4 separate regions of the Mus musculus genome follow, and regions 1, 2 and 3 are each linked to region 4. The links are chromatin contacts, called in public Hi-C, HiCAR-type and HiChIP or PLAC-seq maps. All regions are on one chromosome and are shown on one strand. The core of a region is the stretch at or near the end of the contact, and the rest is flanking DNA. Distances in the headings are between cores, read along the strand shown.

Region 1 (2,958 bases), core at 235-2,734, 480 kb after region 4:
CCTGCAAACAATTCCGCAGCTGCTCAGAGCCTTCAACCAGATTCTTGCAAGGGGCCCCTTTCCCTTCCCACATCTCCTTCATTTTCCTTGCCTTTCTATCCTGTCTCAAAATGCTTGGTACATATGGAATTCTGGAAGACAAGATGTTTATGTTTTATAGAGATAAGTTGAATGATACTCACCGTCTCATCCTCCAATGGTGTTAAGTAGCAAGTAGAGATGTTGGACATCTCTATTTGCCTGCAACTGTCTCTCTCGGCCTTGCGTGTTGGTATTAGGAACCCATTTTAAATTGTCATCCTGTATCAAATCTCCACATGTGACTTTTTTTTTTTTTTTCTGGAGAACTTGACCTGCAGTGAGGAGAAATATTGAGGAACAGCCTAACAAACAGTGAGCTGTTACCTGTGAAAGGCTCATTTTTGCATGATGATGTCATCTTTACTCCCTGATAGCAATTACCAAAGGCTGCCACAGAGGAGTGCTGAACTTTCCTCAACCTAAAAACCTCAATAACAGTTACTTCTTCCATCCTGTGAACCTAGAACTTGGAGATAATTGCCCTAAATGTTTTCATTCTTCAACATACAAATGATAGTGAACATTTTCTGTGAATCCTATCACATTTATAGAAATCACCAATGTCTCAGGCAAACGAAAAACAAGAAATGCTATTTAACATGATGAGCACACATGGATTTTAATTTATCTCATCAGCAACATCACCTGTCTATTTTAAGGTAAAAAACCTTGAACTGAGGAAGGGCATGATCTCATCGGCAGCCTCTACTGGCTCTAATGTATGCATCATAATTTTTGTCTTAAAGAGAAATAGCAAAAAAGATACTAAAAGGGGAAATTTTCTTAATCTGACTATGATAGCTAAAGTGGTGTGTGTGTGTTTATTGACTTGACTGATGGTTGTACTGAGCAGAGTGTGTGATTCAGTGATTGAATAAGTGAGCATTTCACACCCAAGACTACAATAGAGTGTACTAATATTAAATTAATGCCAACATAGGAACTTTTTTGTTTGTCTGGGTTAAATATAAAAAATCATTATTGTCTTATGTTTCACAAAAAATATTTAAGAGCCAACTCTGAGAGATGAGCCTCCCACAGTGTGTGCCTGCTATGTGTTCCTGTAGACTGATTTTTAAATACAAACATCTCATATACCTTATCCTATCTACAAAGTTCTTGCAAAATGATGGAACTATACAAGGCTATATTAAGGTTGTAGGCATTAACTTAGCAAATAACAAAGTTTGCTAAGCCATTATATAATAAACCATATTTTAACTAATATATGTAAAATCTTTGAAAATTGGAATAACTTTTTTTTCTATGCTGGCTTTAGGAAAATTCACCTTTTACTTTTCATTAAGATTTCAGAACTCATTTATGGTTGAATGAGGATGTAAGCCCTGCCCTATGTGGCTGTTTCCTCTTCAGTCTCTTTTCATTTCACCACAAACGCTATGTCATTTATCAGAAGTTCAGTTAAGTTCTTTTCTTAGAAACAAGAAGTCACAAAACTGAAGGGTACTTTTGGAGGTCTTATGCATTTACATTAAAAAAATTCATTAAAAATTTAAACATATCTGAAGGAGACTATATGTAAGTCTAACCAGATAATACCCTAATACAAAATATATACAAATTCAGCCAATAATTGAATTAATTTAAGACAGTGTTGTGTTTTATAAAAAAGAAAGAAAGAGTCAGGATATGTTTAGTAGAAATGTGGTGAGGTGGAAGGGGAGGGAGGAGAGGGGGAGAGAGAGGGGGGAGGGAGAGGGAGAAGGAAAGGGAGAGGGGGAAGGAGAGGGAGAGGGAAAGGGAGAGGGAGAGGGAGGAAGGAAGGAGGAGGAAGAGGAAGAAGAAGAGGGAGAGAGAGAGAAGGAGGGGGAAGGGGAGGGAGAGGGAGGTTGTCCAGGAACATGTGGAGAGAGGGGGAAGGAGATGAGAGAGGGAGAAAGGGCAGGAAGAGAAGGAGCAGAGAGTAAGAGAATAAGAGTAGTAAGAGGGTAAGAGAGTGAGGAGGGGGCAAACAGCCCCTTTCATAGTAAGCCAGACATACTTGGCTGTTACAATTTTCAAACTGTGGGGTGGAGCCTAGAAGGAATGCTGACAGAATGAGAAAGTTTACAAGGAGTATAGTACAGGTATTAGCGACTGCTGACTGTAATCCTAGGATTACAGATGGGTTATGTAGTTCCAAACCATCTTTGACTGTATAATGAAACTCTGTTTCAACAGAAAACAAACCAAAACCAAAACCAAGTCACAAATGGTATGAGGATGGTTGGGCTTCAGAGATGGCTCAGTTACTAAAAGAACTTAACTTCCCAACACCCATGTTGCTTAGCTCATAATTACCTGCAGCTCCAGCTCCAGGGGGATTTGATGCCTTTGTCCTCTGTGGGCGCCCACACCTGTATGTGCATACTCACAAATGGTCTATATACATATACATAATCTAAAATAATAAAAATAAATCTTAGAAAATAGATTTATTCTATGTGTACCTTTCCTCTTCATGCAGGAATGTTGAATGTCGCCAAAATATTTATTGTGGTGTAAAAATGTGGCCAATGGTTTAATTTCTAACAGAATCTTCATTTCCACCTAGAACCTCCTCATAGTCACAGTTATTCCCATTTCCTTCATCATTCTTGTCTTGTGAGGACTCAAATAAGCAATTATTAGGCTCTGCTTTGCTGCACTGTGAGTTTTCTCCACCAAATTATTCCAGACTTCTGCCAATTGGCTCAAAAATTTGATCCATATTGTCAGGTATAATCATAGCAACCACTCCACTTCAAAGGAAGCTCAAGTTACATAACAGACATTGTGTGGAAAGAAGGAAGAAAAAAAGAAAATAGATGATAAAAGATAGAAAAGTAGATACATAGATAGCTGATAGATAGATAGATAGATAGATAGACAGACAGA
Region 2 (2,951 bases), core at 433-2,932, 370 kb after region 4:
CTTTCCTATTTAGCTGACACCTACAGATATTTCAGCTGTAAATCATACTAGTACTTCCTAACCCAAGTTCTTGACTCTGAATTTTCTTCTATCAGTACTCACAGAGAAAATTATTGCCTTTTCTGACTTCTCAGAACAAGCCAAAAACAAGTGTGATTTTCAGTTTCAGGTGACCCTCATACAGGGTAACTGTGGCCCTCCTGGCACCGTGGCTGGTAACAATCTAGAGGTGAGTGGATGTTAAGTGATTATTCATATCTTTATAACCCCATGACTCATTTACAGGTAACTTTTAACATAAGAACTATATTAGTAAGGTAGAAACCGAAAGATTTTAAACTAGTTGAGCCCTTGGCAGTAAGTTTTGACCTTTGTTCGTCTTACTTTTTCTTGTTTTTACAGAAGTTTCCAGCAGATCATTTGACTATATCTTCTTCCACTTTCGGGGAACTTAGACATATTAACCTCTTGCCCAAAAGCTCATCTGGAAGGCGAAACTATTAGTCTCAGCTTCATTGGCTAAATTAGAACATTTACTGAAATGTGTCATTACTATGTCTGGAGTGCAGTGAGTGGCTAACAGTAAGCTGAAGTTTTATGTTGTCTCAAAAGAAGGTGTCTCAGTGGTGGGTTGTCCATTAACCTGGCTTTCTGTTTGGGGATTTTTAATTTTTATTTTATTTTTCTGTCACAGGGGTAAGAAGCTGTGAGCTGCCAGTCAATACAATGTTGATTGCCTATTTTGTTGTATTTTAGAACCATTAAGCATTGAGCTGGCCCAAGGGTCAGGACCCTGGATGCAGGGGAAAGGAGTGTCTAAGTTACTCCTGGCATCAGCTCCTATGAAGGTCCACCAGAGAAGTAGAATTTATTTATTTAATTAAAAATTTTTTTTTCGAGACAGGGTTTCTTTGGAGAAGTAGAATTTCTACATAAAAGCTAATGGAAATTATTGTGGGGTATCCAACAGAGAACACTGCCTGGATTAAAATTTAAGCCAATAGAAATCTTTATCAGCTGGCTGGAGAGCATACTTGGTATTCAGGATCCCAGTGTACCACCAAGCCTTTATGAAAAAAAAAAAATCCCGGGTTGACACACTTCAGTTAACAAGCACATTTAGTCAGAAGCAGAATTAAAGAAGTAAAAAAGAGCAAGGTTAGTCATTTAGGGGCATTTCCATCACTATGGACTTTGATGGATCAGGTCTTTGTTTTCATTTTGGCAGGTGGTACCATCTATGTGCTGAGTTTAATGGCCTGAATGGTACTTCAATCATGGAGTCAGTTGTGCCAAGGTCTGGGCACTTGTTACAGAAGCCTAAAAATTAAAAAAAAAAAAAAGTGTAAGAATTGATAGCAATGGGTTTCAAATCAGATTGGTCCCTGCAGAAAGGAGTATTGATATGATATTGGTGCCATGCTGATAAAGAGTAGCCATCAGGCTGAAGCACAAGGAGCCAAGACAGGAGACAATATACAAAATGGTAGGACAAAGATGAATGAATCTAAAAGGAGCAAGAGAAGTTGCAGGAAAGAAAGAGGGTGGCAAGAAAGACATTTTGTCTGGAAAGATAGTAATCACTATATTCTCAAAAGAAAATAGCAAGCCAGACAAGAGCTGTCTGAGTTAAAGAAACAGATGAGCCTTCAGGCAGCCATGGGGCTGGTTACCACATTACAAACAAGGATGTTGGGTTTTTTTTCTTTTCCTGTTTAGTAGATGTGATAAGACGCTGTGGTATAGCAACTGCATTACAGATAACTCAAATTTTCCATCCCTTTGAAAATAACCTTCTTTGTTTTTTATGCTAGCTCGGTAGTCGTGAAGTATGGCGTTTCAAAATATCATGAACTTAATCTCTTTTATCTTAATTATCTTCTTTAGTTAGCTCACAAAATAATGAGATAAATTATGGCATTTCATGCATGTAGATTTCTATGGATGTAGATCATTGTGCTTTGTTGGGATCCACCCTTCTATCAAGCTCCTTTACCTTCTATCATGCTCCCTTTACCTTCCACTGATGACACCTCAACATATATTATACATTCAAGTGTAGATTTTTTTTTTGTGTAACCCTAAACTGGGTTGTTGGGTTGTTATTGTTTTATATATATATATATATAGTTTTATATATATATAACTATATATATAGTTATATATAGTTATGTATATAAAACAATATATATTATATCAATATATAAATTATATATACACATATATACATACACATATATATATTTTCCCCCCTATGGGAGAATGAAGAGTTTTAAGTTTCTTAAGTTAGTTTTATTATTTGCCTTCCTTGGCCATAAGGTGTTTTTGAGGGAACACTTAAGTATATATTCCCCACTTTTTTTGGTGGTTACCATTGATAGGAATGAATTGCAATAATAGAGGGTTATCCTCAAGGATTCTGTGAAATGTACATCTCCCAGAAGACAGTGATACCATTGGAGAAGACTGGGGTGGAGTGAGTCATCTGATTAACATATGAAATAAGCTAGTTGGGAAAAAAAAGAGTAGAAACTAATTTGGGGCTACAGAATAAAGCATGGGAAAGAAAAGCCTGGGGAGTCTCAGGGGAAGGTGGTGCTATATATAAATGACCTATAAGTGTCATGGCTCTGGGGCAAGAGTTTTCAGCCTCAGGCTTCCCCCTCCTTAGTTCTCTAGATCACTTCCATTTTCCAGAGTGACTTTCTCTTCTTTAATAAATCGTCTCAGTTTCTATCACTCACTATCCATGTGCTCACAGTCCACTTCTGTTTAGGACAAAAAAAAAAAAAAAAAAACAAGAAAAGAAAAGAAAAGGAAAGGAAAGGAAAGGAAAGGAAAGGAAAGGAAAGGAAAGGAAAGGAAAGGAAAGACAAGACAAGACAAGACAAGACAAGACAAGACAAGACAAGACAAGACAAGACTGTCAGCAGATGTCCTATGGACTCTGG
Region 3 (2,866 bases), core at 1-2,500, 360 kb before region 4:
TTGGCCAATGGGTGGTGGACAGTTGAGGGGCCTAGGCCATCGGACTCACTGGCCTCAGGTGACTCCACTTGAGGCTTCAGGGTGACAGGAAATTCCCAGGGTCTTCACCCAGCTGAAGCAGAGGGTGGCTGAGTAGTGATTTCTGGGGTGGGGAAGGGGGAAGTCTTTCTTCAAGTCATGTCTGAGAATCTCTCCTTGACTTTGGGTCGCCACTGTCCTGTCTCAGGTGAGAGGCAGAGTCTTCAGTGACTGTCCCTTCCTTTGCACACCATCAGTGTACCAAGCCCCCTGCCCCCCCCCACCCCCCCCAGCCCATGCATGTAACTGAAGCAGCCACATACTAACGTGATTCTCACCCATTTTTGCCCGGAGTGTAGGTTAGAGGGTTTAAAGCAGGGCAGAGGAGGGACTGGGTACTGAAAAAGACGTCTTGTTTAATGCTACAGAGCTCGTTCACTGGAGGTTTTATTTGAAGCTGTAGCCTGCATCCATGGTACCTCAGCACAGACAATACTTCACCGGGTCCTGAGGACTTGGGTTACTGCTTTTTAATTCTAGCAAAGACATTTTAAACAAACGCATGAATACAGAGAGAAGATCCCGGGGAATGCCCCAGCACCCTACGTACCGCTACAGCTATCAAATTGAAACCTCCCTCTTCATCCTTAAGCGTCATTCACACTTTTTTTTTTTTTGTTTGTTTGTTTTTGTTTTTCGAGACAGGGTTTCTCTGTATAGCCCTGGCTGTCCTGGAACTCACTTTGTAGACCAGGCAGTCCTCGAACTCAGAAATCCTCCTGCCTCTGCCTCCCCCTCTTCCTCCCTCCCTCTCTCCCACTGTGCTGGGATTAAAGGCGTGTGCCACCACGCCCGGCTTTCATTCACATTTTTTGCAACGAATTCCAGAGAGTAGGTCTTCCTCCTGCCCCTGACCCCCCTCTTCCTCCCTCCCTCTCTCCCACTACCAGCTTCCTTAAGGAGAAAGTGAGATAATCTAGACATTCGGTGAAATGAAGATCAGCTCCGGGCTGAGAAGTCAGGGAAGGAGGAAGGAACTGGTCTATTATAAATTTGTCAGGGCTCTGTGTTTCCGATATGAATTGAATCTCCTGCAAAGACTCTGTGCTGAGGACAGCCGTCTCCCTCTAGCTCCCCCTTGCGGCTGATTTCCTCTAGGTCGAGGGGGAGGGAGTCAGGGATAGGAAAACAGAATGGCTCTTGCCCCCCCTGCTGGCTGCCCGCGTGGATGACAGGAAAGGCCCACAGCAGGGGTGCACCTGGGAGGACGTTTCTTGGTTTGCGGTTCCTTCAGGAACCACCCCTCCCCAGCCCCTCCCCCCCAGCAGACAGGCAAACGATGGGACACGGTGTGAGGAAGGGTCTCCTCAAAGTTTTAGCCCCCGTCTTATCTACAGGTCTGCAGGGCTCCAGGGATGGCAAGGCTTACAGCGGGCCACAGCGGGCCGCAGCGGGCCAATGCCCACGAGGGCTAGCACTGCACGGTGCCAGGAGGAGCAGACTCCTGCTGTGTGTTTCTGGCATCCTGCATGACAGACACCAGTGAACCCATCATCCCTTTAAATGGAAACTCAATGGCAGAGGCTAGTTGTCCTAGCAACTGCAGGACAGAAGAGCCTTTGTCGGGGCTGGAGAGATGGCTCAGCAGTTAAGGGCACTGACTGCTCTTTCAAAGGTCCTGAGTTCAATTCCCAGCAACCACATGGTGGCTCACAACCATCTGTAATGAGATCCGATGCCCTCTTCTACAGTGTACTCATATAAATAAAATGAATCTTTAAAAAAAAAAAAGAGCAAAAAAGAAGAGCCTTTGTCACTGGCTGTGGCAACACATGCTGGTGACCATGTCCTCTTCTTCCCCCCCACCTCCCACTCTCCTTTAGACATGCAGGCCCCTAGTAGCTGTTGAACTATTGGGTTTGTCTTTATTAGAGAGACTGTCTCTGATTTATCAGACTTCACAGCAGAGAAGAGAGATCTGCGGAAGGAGGCAGCTGTGTAAATAGAGCCTGGATGAGACTGGCCTGGATCACCCTAGGCACTGTGGTCTCCCAAGTGGGATCTCAAAGATGGCATAGTCAAATATGGCACCATGGTGGGGACGTACTCCCAGCCTTGTCGCAGAGCTGTCTGGGATTTGAAGGCAATAATTATCTTTATTTTCAGTACTTGCCTTCTTTATGTTGGCTCAGACAAGTACTGTAGGGCATTTGAACAGGTTTCCTCTGTGGTCCGCTCTCTGTAGGGGACTCCACTGAGTCAGCTTGTTTTCAGACACTGAACAGCACGGAAAAGTTGACATGTCAGTTTGTGAACACAGAGGATCTGGAATGAACTTTGCCGTGCCACACTCTGTACCCTCAGTTCGAGATGGGAGGTGACAGCTGATAACTGTTACGAAAAGGCATTCTTGAGGCCAGCATGTGCCTGGGACTCAGCTTGGCTTCTGAAGACCATGAAGTGTGGCAAGCCTGACACCGACATCCGAATCTCTTCCCAGACCACAATGGGATTCATTTCTTCCTAGCTCTCAGGTGTCCATGATTTGAAGGCAGTACTGCCCGTTACCCACTCCAAGATTCTCGGATACAGTACACAGCCTCTCTCCTGGTTTCTGTATGCACTGCTCCTCCTTCAGGCTCCTCCAAGGCCACAGGGAGTGGAGAAAGGAGGGGTCTTAGGGTGTACCCTTCTCTGTCAGTTGTCATCTGAGTATCCCACTCTTCTGCTAACAGGGTCCTCATGATGGCAAAGCACGCCCAGGCTAAAGCAGGACCCACTTTCCACCTGAGGTCTGGCTATAGTTCCTCAGCTTCCAGTCACTGTGTGGGGCCCTAGAGCACCACCC
Region 4 (2,915 bases), core at 17-2,516:
TTCGAGTACTCAATTAACTGAGCCGAAGTTTGCCGGCTCTGGTGGCGCAGGCCGGTAGGATTTGCTGAAGGAGGCAGAGGCAGGAGGATCTGGAGTTCGAGGACAGCCTGGTCTACACATTTTTTTTTCCTCCCAGTTTCAACAAAACCACAAATCCACGGCTCCACTGCGCCCCGAAACAAACTTCCAACCTCCACAAGGCCTCTTTTTATGTTTCTTCCTCCTGAAATCTGATCGGCTACTCGCACCCCAACCCGAACCAGCTTCTTCAGCCGCACCGGCTACTGCTCCACGCTGCTTACAAACCTTTATCCACGCACACGTCCGACCCTCACGCCTGCCCACGCCGCACTCCACACCCCTCTCTTCCCTACAGGCCTTCTCTACAATCCGCCTGCTTAGCCCTCTCGCGACCCTTTTCTACAGTTCTGCACGTGCGGAACGAGTCAGCAGCCACCGTTCAGAGAAAATGTTCGCTGCAAAGAGTCCGTTTTTTCTCGCTTCGAGTGTTCGGTTTTATGTACAAAGAAAGAAAGTGAGGATTACTTAGAGTCAGAAACAGGCTCAGCGGAAGCGCGGTTGCGCAACGCCTAACTTGCTACTTCAGGGAAAGAATACAGGGCGTCGTCGGGCTGGAGAGATGGCTCAGCCGTTAAAGGCTAGGCTCACAACCAAAAATATAAGAGTTCGGTTCCCAGCACCCACGGCTGTCTCTCCAGCCACCTTTTTTGTCGGACACCGCACCCACACACACAGACTACTAATATAGATAAAAGACAACTCTTAGAAAATGTTATCGGCTGTAACGAAATGGAAAACAATGATTTAAATAAAGCAAACAAGCAAGTAAAGAACTAACGTTCCACACCCTGCGTATGGCCGGAGGATTTGCGCGCTGGCGTCTGCCCTAGTCACTTAGCGTGATGACTTCTTTCATGCTGTTGCTAGTGACTCCAAATCAACTCGACGTCGTCCTCTCCTCCCTCCTCTCTTTACTACTCCTCTCATTTTGAAAAAAGTAGTTTTGGCATACATGGACCGCCTCAAGCACCAGGACCTAGGAACTCCTGACAGCTTTGCTCTTCTCTTGGGCTCAGCTGGCCTCAACTATTCACCAGGTTGCTTAGAGTTCTCCCTTCCCTAGATAGTTTGTGGCGATTCCATCACATCCAGGATGGGACCACTCTCCTCGTCTCTGGCAACCATTGTGTTTGTCTGCTCACTGACCGAGGTCCGGAAAGACCGACTCGTCACTGCACCTCTGGTATGCCCCCATGTGGTCAAGACCCCTAAGTGCATGGGATTCTAAGGTCTGTCAAAGGTGATGGGTGTGATACCACCTACTAGCAGGACCTAAGAGCCTCTGCTACTGTGGGATGAGGACAAAGGTGGATTGTGATTCATTCCGCCATGGACTTCCAGGCTTTTCTCAGTCAGTGGGGATGGAATGGAGGTGATTGAAACTAAACAGCTCTTCCATCCTAGATTGAAGAATTCCTGGACCTATACAGTCAACAAATATATAAATTTACTTAAAACAGTGTGTGTGTGTGTGTGTGTGTGTGTGTGTGTGTGTGCGTGCGTGTGCGTGTAAAACTCAATGCCGTGGATCTCCAGGGTGAGCTTTTTGGATGACACTGTCCTGTTGCAATGTCCAAGGCCGGACATACTTGTTTGCACACCTGGTCCTCACTCACTATGTCAACACGGAAGTAGGGCAGGATGCTGGCACCATCTGGCATGATAGGCGGCCCTTATTGGCTGATACTCTCTTAGCATTGGGCTCCTGTTTCACCATGTGATTTTCTTCTCAAGCATGCATCTTCTAGTGGGATGCTGCTTGCTTGAGCCCCTCACTGTCCATGACATCACCTACTCTTGGCTTAGCCTTCAAAACCACAGATTAGAGAAAATTCTTTCCACGAAAGTAGGATTATTTGTGAAGTAGAATAAACACAAGCTGGGGGTGGGGGGAGACAAGAAAGGCTGACAGCTTGGTCAATGTGACCAAAACATTATTATACGTATGCATGATCATATCACAAGGAAGCTTGTTATTTTGTATAATTAATACATTATTGCTGGGTGATGGTGGAGTATGTCTTTAACCCCAGCCTTCAGGAGGCAGAGGCAGCCAGATCTCTGTGAGTTTGAGGCCAGCTTGGTCTACAAAGTGAGTTTCAGGACAGCCAGGGCTGTTACACAGAGTAATCCTGTCTATAAATAAATAAAATAAATTATTATTAGAAGTTGAAAATGGCAATAATCAGATGTTTTCTTTTTCTTTTTGGGTTTTCGAGACAGGGTTTCTCTGTGTAGCCCTGGCTGTCCTGGAACTCACTTTGTAGACCAGGCTGGCCTCGAACTCAGAAATCTGCCTGCCTCTGCCTGACAAGTGCTGGGATTAAAGGCATGTGCCACCACTGCCCAGCTTCAGAAAAGTTTTCTTTATTTACATTACCTGGCTTCAATTATTTCATTACAATTACAAAAAAGAAATTCATATAGATTATGATTTCAAAGTGGGGAAAAACCCAAACAAATACTGTATTCAGCACAAAAACAAAACAAAACAAACAAAGGGAGTTAGGAGGTGGCTTAGCTACCAAGGATGTTATGAATTTTCAGTTTGATCCCTACAATCGAGGTGGAAATACCCATTTCCTAACCACACTCTACATTTCCCCTTGTATGGTTCCTTCTTGATGGTTATATTTGGTTTTATTGAAGTTGAAGAATTACTCCAAGATTTAGTGATTTGATATAACAAATGGTATTATAACATGACAGAGTGCAGGTCAGAAGTGTGGGGTAGCTGAGCTGGCTACTCTCACCCTAGTTTTTTTTTTTTTTTTTTTCCAAGACCCCAGTCAAGGAACATGGCAGGGCTAGAGTAATTTCAGAGAGAGATGGTA

What was found. A called contact is a pair of places that touch in the nucleus more often than the background predicts. HiCAR-type assays count read pairs that join an accessible place to other places. HiChIP or PLAC-seq counts read pairs in DNA pulled down with a chosen protein or histone mark.
Region 1: an H3K4me3 HiChIP or PLAC-seq map of bone marrow-derived macrophages shows a contact between it and region 4, with 6 times the contacts expected there. The contact joins two enhancer-like sites. A contact is called at or near these places in 1 of 39 promoter capture datasets (neural stem cells), 3 of 15 datasets of contacts at CTCF or cohesin (large pre-B cells, pro-B cells and thymocytes), 24 of 484 Hi-C or Micro-C datasets (the 63-12 cell line, B cells, the Ba/F3 cell line and 12 more), 20 of 115 datasets of contacts at active chromatin or transcription factors (the 230-238 cell line, CD8 T cells, the SCID.adh cell line and 13 more) and 2 of 9 other capture datasets (adipose tissue and liver).
Region 2: a contact with region 4 is called in a HiCAR-type map of kidney, with 3 times the contacts expected there. The contact joins two enhancer-like sites. A contact is called at or near these places in 1 of 15 datasets of contacts at CTCF or cohesin (the NIH/3T3 cell line), 4 of 484 Hi-C or Micro-C datasets (B cells, CD4 T cells, CD8 T cells and 1 more) and 19 of 115 datasets of contacts at active chromatin or transcription factors (the 230-238 cell line, CD8 T cells, the SCID.adh cell line and 14 more).
Region 3: a contact with region 4 is called in a Hi-C map of embryonic stem cells, with 2.8 times the contacts expected there. The contact joins two enhancer-like sites. A contact is called at or near these places in 1 of 15 datasets of contacts at CTCF or cohesin (embryonic stem cells), 4 of 484 Hi-C or Micro-C datasets (all in embryonic stem cells) and 3 of 115 datasets of contacts at active chromatin or transcription factors (all in embryonic stem cells).

Annotation. Positions count from the first base shown.
Region 1 is chr6:129,314,412-129,317,369 of GRCm38.p6, forward strand. No RefSeq gene overlaps it. Among named protein-coding and RNA genes, the nearest start is that of Clec2m, 16 kb to the right of the region's middle. Within about 2 kb of position 1,485, at least 39 of the 459 cell types and tissues checked have an H3K27ac peak or open chromatin away from gene starts, as enhancers often do. A contact at or near this core is called in the 63-12 cell line, B cells, the Ba/F3 cell line and 6 more, where this site is marked.
Region 2 is chr6:129,208,884-129,211,834 of GRCm38.p6, forward strand. It overlaps Gm38906 (a long non-coding RNA gene), which reads left to right. Exons shown (of 4, transcript XR_869480.2): 2 at 164-229. Among named protein-coding and RNA genes, the nearest start is that of Gm38906, 17 kb to the left of the region's middle. Within about 2 kb of position 1,683, at least 78 of the 459 cell types and tissues checked have an H3K27ac peak or open chromatin away from gene starts, as enhancers often do. A contact at or near this core is called in CD8 T cells, the SCID.adh cell line, double positive thymocytes and 1 more, where this site is marked.
Region 3 is chr6:128,478,766-128,481,631 of GRCm38.p6, forward strand. All of the region lies in intron 2 of Gm10069 (predicted gene 10069), which reads left to right. Among named protein-coding and RNA genes, the nearest start is that of Gm10069, 41 kb to the left of the region's middle. Within about 2 kb of position 1,251, at least 73 of the 459 cell types and tissues checked have an H3K27ac peak or open chromatin away from gene starts, as enhancers often do. A contact at or near this core is called in embryonic stem cells, where this site is marked.
Region 4 is chr6:128,838,420-128,841,334 of GRCm38.p6, forward strand. No RefSeq gene overlaps it. Among named protein-coding and RNA genes, the nearest start is that of Klrb1b, 14 kb to the left of the region's middle. Within about 2 kb of position 1,267, at least 358 of the 459 cell types and tissues checked have an H3K27ac peak or open chromatin away from gene starts, as enhancers often do. A contact at or near this core is called in the 63-12 cell line, B cells, the Ba/F3 cell line and 10 more, where this site is marked.